2 separate regions of the Rattus norvegicus genome follow, and region 1 is linked to region 2. Evidence: chromatin contacts called from public Hi-C data. All regions are on one chromosome and are shown on one strand. Each heading gives the region's core, a stretch centred on a gene start, on an enhancer-like site or on the middle of the called end of the contact. The rest is flanking DNA. Distances are from core to core; before and after follow the strand shown. Region 1 has its middle 27 kb from the start of Rps29-ps20. Region 2 holds the start of Pdk4 (pyruvate dehydrogenase kinase 4).

Region 1 (5,787 bases), core at 1,430-3,929, 90 kb before region 2:
GATTGAGTAGTCATTGCTTGTAAAAAAAAAAATACAAATCAACATGTGCATCGGTGAGGAATATGTAAAAACTTCAAGACACCTTGCAAGGAGAAAAATCTTAAGGAACACAGACAATCTTGTCAACAGGCTTTGCTTCAGAAAAACCTTAGAGCACAGACATTTGTGTAAAACATTTGTGCCAAAAATAAAGGAGAAGAGGAAACATCATATCCACAGGAAAGGTTGTTGTTCTAAAGTGACACAACTCACTCAAAATATAAGCCAAGTAACATTGTACGGTGTATATTATCCACATTGGACACGTGAAGAAACTATGGCTTTAAAAGCAGTAAATAAAAGTTACACGTCATAAATACTGTATCCTACGTGGGAAATGCAACGTTTAAAATAAATTATTTAAAATCTACCAAAAGGATTAAGTGGTTGCTTCCACAGCTGTACAGCAAACGATAGACACAATCGGTGTGACTGTGAACGTCTAGCGACGCAGCGCTTTGGTCCAGCACCCTCAGGAGAATATTGCTATCAGCAGGGCAGCAACATCATAGCTCTTCATAGCTCTTCCCACTGAAAAATACGCTGAAGATTCTCACCATGGACGCTAGATGGCGGTGTTGTCACAGGCTAGCTCTACTGCAATGCGGCACAACCGTCCTTTCAGAACAGATGTTCTAGAAGGTGAAAGAAAATCAGCTTGTCTAATTTATACAGCTGACATTTTAGCACCAGCGCTTAGAATTGTAGGGGCAACCCTAGTGCCGCTGCATTTTTCCTTTAAAATATACCTGTTGAAAAATGTCTGTCAAGAGTGTATAACTATAACTCCAAATTGTTAATACAGTGGAATAACAAACCCCAGCACCCAGTCTTACTCCCTGGATCTTATGCCACCTTATCCCCTGAATACTTTTAATAAATAATTTTTCAGTCTTTTCTGATATAGTCACAGAATAAGAGCAGGTATGAAAAACATTTCCCTTTCTCCTTCGATTTCGGTGTGTATGTTTTACACAAATGTCTGTGCTCTAAGGTTTTTCTGAAGCAATGCCTGTTGACAAGATTGTGTTCACAGAAAAAGAAAAACCTCGCTCTTTTTCACAGCTTCCCAGAGCTTCTAGACAGAACATACGCTTTACATATGCCTTACTGGTGGCCATAGTGACTGGTGTGTTTTACAAACAATAATATAATCAGTACATTTTTCTTTATTTCACGGACGAGTACCCCTGCAATGCAAGTTTTAGAAGCAAAATTGTGAGATTCAAGACATATGTTTGTGACTCTGACAAACATCTCCAAATGGATATGGTGATTTTGAGTTCGTCATAAGCCAAACCACACAATGAAGATAATGGATATTGTAATTATGATAACTGGTAAGGTGGTGGGTTTTTATTTTCATCTCCAATGGTATTTGTTAGGCTAAGTACCTATTTATTGAAGAAATATTGTAGTTTTGGGGGTATTTTGTTTGTTTGTTTTTCAATTGCAAGAGTTAAAGCACCCAACTCTGGTTGAAATTGAAAAGAAATTTAATCTTCAAATAATGGCATATATAACACTCTCTTTCTCTCCCTCACTCCCTCCCGCCCACACACATGCTCTCTTCCATTATGTCTCCTGTCTGTTTTGTCTTCATGCTTGTGCTACTGTCTCTGTCTCTTTCTTTCTCTCTCACACACACACACTGTCTGTCTCTGTCTCTCTTCCTCCCTCCTTCCCTCCCTCCCCCTTCTCTCTCCTCTGTCTCTGTCTCTGTCTCTCTCTGTCTCTGTCTCTGTCTCTGTCTCTCTCTCTCTCTCTCTCTCTCTCACACACACACACACACACACTTACTTTCTCTCTGTCCCTCTCTGTATCTCTCTCCCTGTCTGTCCCTGATATTTAAATGATTCTATGACAAAAACATGTACTCATGTGCTCGTGCACACATGCACGTGCTCTCTCTCTCTCTCTCTCTCTCTCTCTCTCTCTCTCTCTCTCCCTCCCCCATTCTGTCTCCTGTCTATTTTGTCTGCATACTTGCTTTCTTAGTGTGTTACTGTCTCTGTCACACACACACTGTCTCTCTCTGTATCTGTCTCTCCTTCTCTGTCTAACTCTCTGTCTCTGTCTGTCTGTCTGTCTGTCTGTCTCTCTCTCTCTCTCTCTCTCTCTCTCTCTCTCTCTCTCTCTGTGTATGTGTGTATTTGTGTGGTTTTATTTTTTCCATCTGGGTGGCGATCCCTAGTAGCTCTACAATATATAGATTTTAATGAATTGTCTCAGTCAGACCTAAGCATGGCTTCTTGGGTCCAGCAATCTTTACATAAGCAAATTGTGCTGTGCTATAGAGTTCCTTGGGAATAAAACCCCAGCGAGTCTGGTTCTGTTCTTTAAGGAGTTTTTCTTATTCTAGAAAATCTCCATTCTGCCTGTGATTTGAGCATTCTCCTCCTTAGACTGGAGTTAGGGAGACTCGATGTTACCTTAGAAATTGACCATAGTCATAAGGACGTGATGCTTTCATCAGCACACTGGCACCTTGATGTGATCTCTGGGAGCTGGCTTAAAGAAACCATTTGTGTGTTATATGACTACTAACAGTATCCTTTCTGTCAGAAACAAGGGGACAGCTGTGTTCCCTGACTACCAACCATGCATTGAGGGCCCCTAGCTCTTCTGACACTACCGACACTTCTCACTTCATCCTGAAGGGGTCATCTGAACCACAGACTATCATTTCGATCTAGCTGTCCCTGAAAGGATCAGAAATTCTAGAAAGAAAAAGAAGCATGACAAGCCATTGTCAACAGTTAACAGTTAAGTACCAAGTGCTTATGCACGCACTTGGGGATTTATAATTCCAATGAATTGGCCAGCCCCATTATTACCTTTTAAGTGTATCTGCTGGATATTTAAATAATATATTGCTATGAGAAACGTGTGCACGTGCACACACATACACACACACACACACACACACACACACACACACACACACACAGAGGATCTCTTCCATTCTGTTTCCTGTCTGTTTTGTCTTCATGTTTGCTTTCTTAGTGTGCTACAATTCACTATTTTCTTGCACATTCTCCAGACATGTATGAATGTGAAAGCTTAATTTTAAATAACATCTTTCTGATAATATGCATCAGACTAAAATATTCTTGATTTGGCTTTTTTTGAGAATTTTGTTTTTAGAATACTTTATCACACAGAGGCACTTTACTCCTGAACTAGTCCCCTTTGGTGGGCATTTAGTGCCATTTGGATCCCGCATGGTTACAGACAATACATAATGATTTTCATGCCCACGCCATTTTTCACTTGTCCAAGTACATTTGTAGAATAAATTTATAAACATTCAATTGCAGGGTAATAACCCGTGCAGTTTTTATTTTCATAAACATTCCCCCATTGTCCATAATAAGCATTGCCAACATTTACTTCATCAGCAATTCATGAAGGTGCTGATTTCATAGTGTGGCTCACATAGCTTAAACAATTGGATTTGGTTTGTTTTCGTCTTTTTTTTTTCCAGTCTGACAGGTTAGGATGGTATTTATCTCCACTGTAAATGACTTCTCTTGTTTTCAGTAAGATTAGGCAAGTTTTTAAAAGTTTATGGAAGAAAAAAAAGAAAAAGAAAAAGGGGTTTGGGGATTTAGCTCAGTGGTAGAGCGCTTGCCTTGCAACCGCCAGGCCCTGGGTTCAGTCCCCAGCTCCGAAATAAAGAAAAAAAAAGTTTATGGAACACTACTGGAAAAGTTAAGACACATCCACCACTGGCATTTGCAAACCAATCAGAGTTAAGATTAATGGACAAATGGTGGTGTATAGATTGCTTGTGAGCACCCAGGAGATGTATAGATTTCTTGTGAGCACCCAGGAGATGTATAGATTTCTTGTGAGCACCCAGGAGATCGGTAGATTTCTTGTGAGCACTCAGGAGATGTATAGATTGCTTGCTTGTGAGCATTCAGGAAATGTATAGATGGTCTGTGAGTGCTGCCTTCCAGGGTTCTGGGTAAAGGAATTTCTGGGAAGCACCTAGGCCCAGTTTTGCCTTCAGACCCTGTGCTAAAGGACGATGACATCTCCTTGGTCCTGGGACTACTACTCCTCACAGATTTGACTCATGCACATTATTTGTGACTCAGGCAAGGTTTTGGGGGTTTTTGAGGTAGTTACACAAATCATTCCTCTGTGGGAATTGATTGTCTCTCCTCAGCCTGTAATACAGTCTTCCTGAGAGTGAACGGGTACCGCTATGGCTCCAGGGAAAGATGGCGTCACAAGCACCCCCTTTTTCTTTCATCACTTTACATGGGTGACATCTGTCTTCACAACCCAGCGCTGAACTCTTGCGTGATATAAGGAAGCAAAGGGCAGCGAAAACTGTTTTCATGATTCTAAATCCAAATGGGAAGAGGAAACTAACTGCAATGGAAGGCAGTGTGCAGGGATGCCCAAATAACCACCCCAGCACGAGACGGGTGTCCCTCAAACGGCTTATTTATTTCTTCTACTAAGTTGGTTTAATTGACCAAACGCTTTGCTTTTAGATGCGTGCACGGCTTCAGATGGCTGTTTGATGAGCAGAAGCTACAGCTAATGAGAAAAGATAATGAGGCCCCAGAAAACATTTTAAAGTATTAAGTATCGTCTTTATTACAGCCTTTTCATAAAAATGCCCTTACGTGTTACTGTGGCAAGAACATGAGCTTTGGAAACAGCAAACCTAGATTAAGTGTAGCTTCAGCCACCATTCTTAATGCGGCGCTGAGAGGATTATCAAACCTCTCTAGCCTTATCTACAAGATAATTAAGAATCTGCGTTCATTCGGTAACTATCAGATGGACCGTTAGGTCTGCACTGTGCTAGCTGCAACACAACAAGTGGGCAAAAGTATTTGTTGTCGAGTCTCCTACACCCCACCCCCAACACTGTTCCCTCAGTCAGGTGTCCGTATGGAGTATTTATGTAAAATAAGAAGGCGGGGCATTCTAGAATATTCCGGGGTGGGCTTGGGGGAGGGAAGAGTGTGTAGATTAGGGAGTGCTCATCTCCTTCAGTCTGTAAGGTTTGATGAAGGTGGAAAGAGCGGTGAGCCATGAGTTAGGAGACAAAGCAGAAGGGTATCATGAGGGCCATGAATGAGGAGAGCAAAACAACAGCATAGCACGGGACTCTCGTGGGTCAGGCAAAGGAATTAGACTTTCATCCTAAAGCAATGAGAACTCCCTGGAGGATTGTAGGCAAAAACGTTGTACGTTGAGTTCTACTTTATAATATTCTCCAGCAGCTGTGAGAAGGACCAGAAGAATGCCAGGCTATGGAGCAGGAAGCAATGAGAGCTTCAACCCAGAACTGGCGGCGGGGGTCGGGGTGGGGATCAGAAAGAAGTAAATGAGTGGGAATGAGCATCCCCAGTGTTAGCACTGGGTTAACAGGAGTCTGAGAAGATGAGGGAATTGGAAACGAATTTGAAATGTCTAATTGCCACAACTGAAGCAATCACATTGCTATTCATGGAGAGTAAATGCAGAAGAGGGACCAGAAGAAATGCAGACGCAACTCTGTCCGCTGCTCCTTAGATGCCAGTGAAACGGCCACTGGAGATTCCAAGGAGCTCTTGGATCCATGAGTCTGGAGTTCAAACGTGACCTGACAGGATTAGTTTTAAAGTGACTGGGATGTATGTGGTAACAAATTGGAAAACAGTGAGACTGTACAGGTTGAAAATCCATAGCAGAAAACAGGAGTCTCAGGCCTACAATGGTCTTTAACCCAGAAATGCT
Region 2 (5,869 bases), core at 1,034-3,533:
AACTATAGTATATATTAATTTAATAGTAAAACTTTTAGCACTAAAGAAAAGAAAGAAAATACAGTCCCAAGGAAACATGATTTTTCTCCATGCTTGTGAGATTCTGACATAAGTGTTGAATAAGCTCCCAGTCCATAAAACCCAGTGCTTCGAGCACGCGTATTATCCCAAGTTATTTAATGTGTTACAAGTGAACAGGAAAAAAAGAAGATATATAGTGACTGATGAAAGAGAGAGAGAGAGAGAGAGAGAGAGAGAGAGAGAGGGAGAGAGGGAGAGAGGGAGAGAGGGAGAGGGAGACAGTGTGTGTGTGTGTGTGTGTGTGTGTGTGTCTGTGTGTCTGTGTGTCTGTATGTCTGTGTGTGTGTGTGTGTCTGTGTCTTGCTTCCTTTTTAGATCACTTGGACATTTCTTTGCTTCCCAGAGCACTGTGTTGTATATGATTCCAAGCCCGACCTGTGGGTTCTGGTTCTGGTGGTGTCTGTGTGCAAGCATCAGTGCTGGCTAAGCTCCTTTATCTTAAGTGCTGGAGCGGCAGTGTTTTGAGTTGCATTTACTTCAATTGGGTTTTTTTCTTCCTTTTATTTTTTTCTCACTAGAGTTAGTTGCCGATGTCTTTTCACTCATCTCTGGATTATTCCTCAGTGTCTTTAAGAACCGGTACCAGATTCTCTTTACCAGAAAACTATGGTCAAGTGTCTCCACCAGATTGTTTTTTCCCATGGGTCTGAGCAAAATGTGTGGGTGCAATGGCAGGCATAAATGATGCTAGAACTTACAGGCAATGACAAGACGGAGGTGGGGGGATGGACAGAAAGTCAACGTGTTATTTCTAAGCAAGTCACACAAGTGGACACAGCATTGGACAGGACTAGCTCAGACCTCCCCCCCCCCATGGTGGTAGCTTTGAAAGAAGGAAGATTCATGCTAGACATATGCGTGCACAAGTCCAATACACAGTAGAACACTGGAGTCTGGCTACAGGAGCAGAGTTTGCACGAGAGATAGAAATTAGACATCAGTCATGTGACTAGGTTAGCTCTCTTAGGGGAAAAGGCAAAGTAAGAGTGCACCTAGGGTCACCCATGACTTTCATCACACCACATCCTCCTTACATGCGAGGGCTAAGGGCACCTTGGGTAACAAACTGCCTTTGCTGCCTTGTTCCCATTCCATTCCATTTGCAACCGAGTCGTTATCATTGTCCCTTATCAACAGTCCATTTCGAGTGAACAGAAGGGCGAGAGAGGTTAGGATGAGAGTTTTATGACCCACTAAAATGTTTCAACAGCAATCATTAGGTAAACCAATATTGAGAGGTAACAAAGTAGGGTAGGATGCACTGAGCCTCTGGAAAATTAAAGAGCCCAAATAACTACAATATGCTACAATGCCTGCTAGGGACAAAGGCTGCTTTTGGAAGGAGGGCAGTCACAGTGAAGAGAGAGCTTTCGGAGCAGATTGAGGGAGGGGCGTTCAAGAGCAAACCAGAAGGCCTTAGAGAAAGAGGGGGTAACAGGGGATGTGGACTACAGAGCTGATCAAACACGCAGCAAATCGCTTTTTAGTTTACATTTAAAAAAAACCGGTAGAAAGTGTCACAAGGGAGAAGTGAACTGGGCTTTTCCACCACAGTAATAATAAGGCTATTTAGGCAGTTTCTAAATTCAAACTGGTATGTGTTCGCTAAGGGGAAAGTCGGGGAAACTATAGGGTGGTCCTTGCTTTCGCGGTCCAATGGCAAGGAAACCCTTACTTAAGAAGCAGATGATTGGCTACTGTAAAAGTCCCGCTCTGAGCGAACACCAATGCACTCTCTGCGGCAAGATTCTTGGAAACAGTTTCTGGCGAGGAATGCGTGACATTGAGATGGCTCCTGAGTTGTAAACAAGGACAAGTCTGGGCGGGCCTGAAGCCCCGGGCGACCTGGGACCTATCCCAAGGGTGCCAATCTCAGGCCCACGTCGTCCGGGATGCCCACTGTAGCTGCTCCCCTACACCACCCCACCCCTGCCTCCCTCTCACCCTTTGCCCCTTACAGGCCGTGGAAACCGTGTCGGGATCACTGTGCCAGAACTTTCTAGTGACCGCGGCCAAAGGGAGGAGCCCAAAGTTCTTGCTCTGAGCTGATTGGTGTGGCCCCAAGTTCAGAGTCCCAGAGGCTCCTCCTGGCAGGAGTTGTGGAGAGGGCGGGGGAAGTAAATAAAAGGCAAGACAGCGGGAGGTGGGAAGACAAGAGTGTCAACCCTTCACCCAGCCTCGAGCACCCGGGACCCTGAGCCCACAGCGCACTTGCTCTCGCTCGACCGCGCTCCCGCCCCGCAGTCCTCACCAACCCTACGGATCCTAGCCACCGCCAGCCTAGGAGGGCATCAGGATGAAGGCAGCCCGTTTCGTGATGCGCAGCGCCAGCTCGCTGGGCAACGCCGGCCTGGTCCCCAGGGAGGTCGAGCTGTTCTCCCGCTACAGCCCGTCCCCGCTGTCCATGAAGCAGCTGCTGGACTTCGGTAAGAGGCGACTGATGCAGGGCCCAGGAGGGTGGCCCTGAGGCTGGGGAGGCCCCAGGATGGGAAGGGCTGAGTTCAGGGGTGAGGACAACCTAGGTCTGTTTGGCTGAAGAACCCAGAAGCCTCAAAGGGCTGTGCACCTGTTTTCCTAGTTCGCTAACTTTCTGACAGTTTGACCCAGAAGTCTACGTCACCTGTAACCACACTGATGTTCAACTTCCATTCGACTTTTCTCTTCTTACTGTCCAGATCTTTGAGTTTATGTATATGCTTTCAGCCACCATTTTAATAATGGGCTAGAAACGAACTCCTTTCTTCCTAATGCTCTATTTCCTATTAACATAAACTCACCTTAGATTGATAGATTTAAACTTGTACCCCACCTCCATATACAGTGCAAATCTCTTAGCAGCGTGCCTAATACTATTTCGCCTTTATTGTTTTACAAATATTTACATTACTATTAATTTAAAAAAATTACCGTTACTCCCTCTCTGCAGCGGGTGGCATAAGGAACATTTCAAGATGTCAATGTGGTATTCTTTGTTGCTAGTCTGAGAACGCCTCTGCCTCCTTCTACCCAGATCCTTTTAAGTTCATATTCATTAGAGGGTGTGTTGTTGACTTTGTGGGGCAGGCTGGCTGTGGACTCACGGATAGGAAGAACTGGAGAGTAGTCGGATTTCTCCAGAGTGATTTTTTTTTTCAGAAAGAAAGTAAACAGTATTTCACCTATGTTGGTCACTCTTAAAAGGAGAAAAGGGATAGGGGGAGTAGGACTGAAAGAAAAAGACGTTAAAATAGCTGTCCTTAAAGTACCCATAAGCACTAACCTAACTGTGATTAAGATACCGTTTTATAATTTTATATTTGCTACTTATTCTCAATTTTTTTCTCTAAAACTGAGCATGTTTCACCCACTACAGGTTCAGAAAATGCCTGTGAGAGAACTTCTTTTTCTTTTCTTCGGCAAGAATTGCCCGTCAGACTTGCCAACATCCTGAAGGAGATTGACATCCTCCCTGAACGCTTAGTGAACACCCCTTCCGTCCAGCTGGTGAAGAGCTGGTAAGGCTCGCTGCTCTGAAGTCTCTGGCTGAGTACTGCTTCTTATACATATTAACCTCATACCTGGATAACAGGCGGTCTTGACAGAAAAAAGTTTTGAATGTTGTACATAGGTTTGTATTAACTTAGGGCAAGTTATCATTAGGATTGTTATAAATCTGCAAATAGATGTCTATTGATATCCTAAAAAAAAATTCCTCTTCACCTTGGGGAGGATGTGTTTCTAGTTTTGCTTTTCTTTCCTTTTCCTCTTTTCCTTGCTGTTATTTGTCTCCCAAGACCAGGTCTGTGAGTCACAGGCTTCCTGAGATTTCTTATATAGTTAGGATGACCTTGAACTCCCTTCTACTTATCTTTACCTCCTAGCTGCTGCGATTATAAACATGGTCTACCATACCCAACTTCACTACAACATAATTTGGACACATGGGATAGTTTTGAAGAATAACCAACATATGGATTTTTTTTAACTTCGTGCTTTACATAACAAAAAAATGGAATCTGGAATTGTATAAACAATCCCCTGCCTAGAAATAGATGGAGATGTCTGCTGTTTAGAGAGGGTCTATGTTTTGTTCCTTATCAACAACTAGCAAAGTGAGCCTCGGGTTCAAATTGTGCCTTTGCATTTCCCTTAGTGTCTTAGCAATTGCGTTAAACCCTTGCTGCCTCAACAGCCCCACCTATTATTACAAGAGATGCTGCATATAATTAAAGGGAGTGATTTATTTCTTATCCAAACAAAGCAAGCACACGACCAGCATGGAGTCTCAGTTACTTTGATTTCGTCTTTGAGCTTCAAGTACTGAGCCTAGCAAGCAGCTGTTTGTAAGGTAGATTCATGCCATAGACTGTGGGAGATGAAGAGCCCTAGCCTAGTCCACTGACTGCACAGCATATCATCCAGTGAGTGAAGAAATATGGGGCACCAATGGGAAGATTCTGATCTCAAATGTTCTGTGTAGTAGCTCTGTGTAGTCTGCTACTGTCAAGACTTCAACCCTCCCACAGAGGCATACAGTCGGAAAAATAAATCAGAAAGGATTTCTTAAAGGTTGATTCAGAGTGTTTTTAGTAAAAGAAATGAAAACATCTGCCAATCGAAGTGGCTGGGAAAATAGACGATGGAAAAACGGCAGCTTTAAGACTATCTTAACCTACTATTCTCCAAGCATTTGGAAGGAAAGTTTCCATTTGAAACATAGTGGATCCCTTTCTCTTTCTAGTCATTTCTAAAGCTATTTTCATTGCATCTGACACTAGTTTCAAAACTTCTCCCTTTCCAGGTACATCCAGAGCCTGATGGATTTAGTGGAGTTCCACGAAAAGAGCCCAGAAGACCAGAAAGCTCTATCAGAGTAAGATTTCTTCTTGAAAACACTTCCTTAGAAATCTGGATCTTTCAGGATGCATCTCACAGACTGTTTTAAGCTTAAAGAGCCCCAGCCTTTCACAATAAGTTGCTACCCCTTACAAATGTTGGCTTGCTTGTGGTTTTAGAAGTGGAGAAGTGTAGGGCTGAAATTAATGCTAGGTGGGAACCACTGAAAAGGACTTGGAGCTTTTGATCTTCAAAGGGTGCCATGCTTACTTTAAATTTAGGCCAAAGATGATATTTGCAAGAGAGTTTGCCGTAACACAACATTAATGGACTTCTGGGTCGTTAGTGACTACATATTTTCTTTTCGTGTGACAATTTCTATCTAGCTAAATAGCAATCTTTTTTAAAAATCTCTGGTTTTATTTTTCCACAATGGCATGCCAGAATCCTCTTTGATTTTTCACAATAGTCTCTAACAAGTAGACTTAATGAACATTTTAGTGAAGACAGTAGTCACACAGTGAGTAGTTTGATATGGGATTTGGAAATACAAACCCTTCATGAAGCTGCCTCTTCTGCTACTGTAGAAGAATGTATAGTGAGAGTCCAAAAGGAATTTCCCCCAGAATTTTATAATTGGCTGTGCCATTAAGTTGGTCTTGCAAAAAGAGCTTTAGTTTTCTCTGAAGTAACTCAAGGAAGAGATGTGAGGCGAACTTCTTTAATATCCACTAACTATAAATGTTCCGGCTTAGCTTTGTAGACACGCTGGTCAAAGTTCGAAACAGACATCATAATGTGGTCCCTACGATGGCACAAGGGATCCTGGAGTACAAAGACAACTGCACCGTTGACCCCGTTACCAATCAAAATCTTCAGTATTTTTTGGACCGGTTTTATATGAACCGCATTTCTACTCGGATGCTCATGAACCAGCACAGTAAGTGAGGGTCTCTTTGGACGGTGGTACAGA

What was found. A called contact is a pair of places that touch in the nucleus more often than the background predicts.
Region 1: a Hi-C map of hepatocytes shows a contact between it and region 2, with 2.8 times the contacts expected there. The contact joins the enhancer-like site here to the promoter of Pdk4 in region 2. A contact is called at or near these places in 3 of 12 Hi-C or Micro-C datasets (hepatocytes, mammary epithelial cells and psoas muscle).

The regions. Positions count from the first base shown.
Region 1 is chr4:34,654,888-34,660,674 of GRCr8, reverse strand. No RefSeq gene overlaps it. Among named protein-coding and RNA genes, the nearest start is that of Rps29-ps20, 27 kb to the right of the region's middle. Within about 2 kb of position 2,679, at least 3 of the 93 cell types and tissues checked have an H3K27ac peak or open chromatin away from gene starts, as enhancers often do.
Region 2 is chr4:34,564,743-34,570,611 of GRCr8, reverse strand. It overlaps Pdk4 (pyruvate dehydrogenase kinase 4), which reads left to right and starts at 2,283. Exons shown (of 11, transcript NM_053551.2): 1 at 2,283-2,507; 2 at 3,434-3,575; 3 at 4,862-4,933; 4 at 5,652-5,836. The coding sequence starts at 2,378.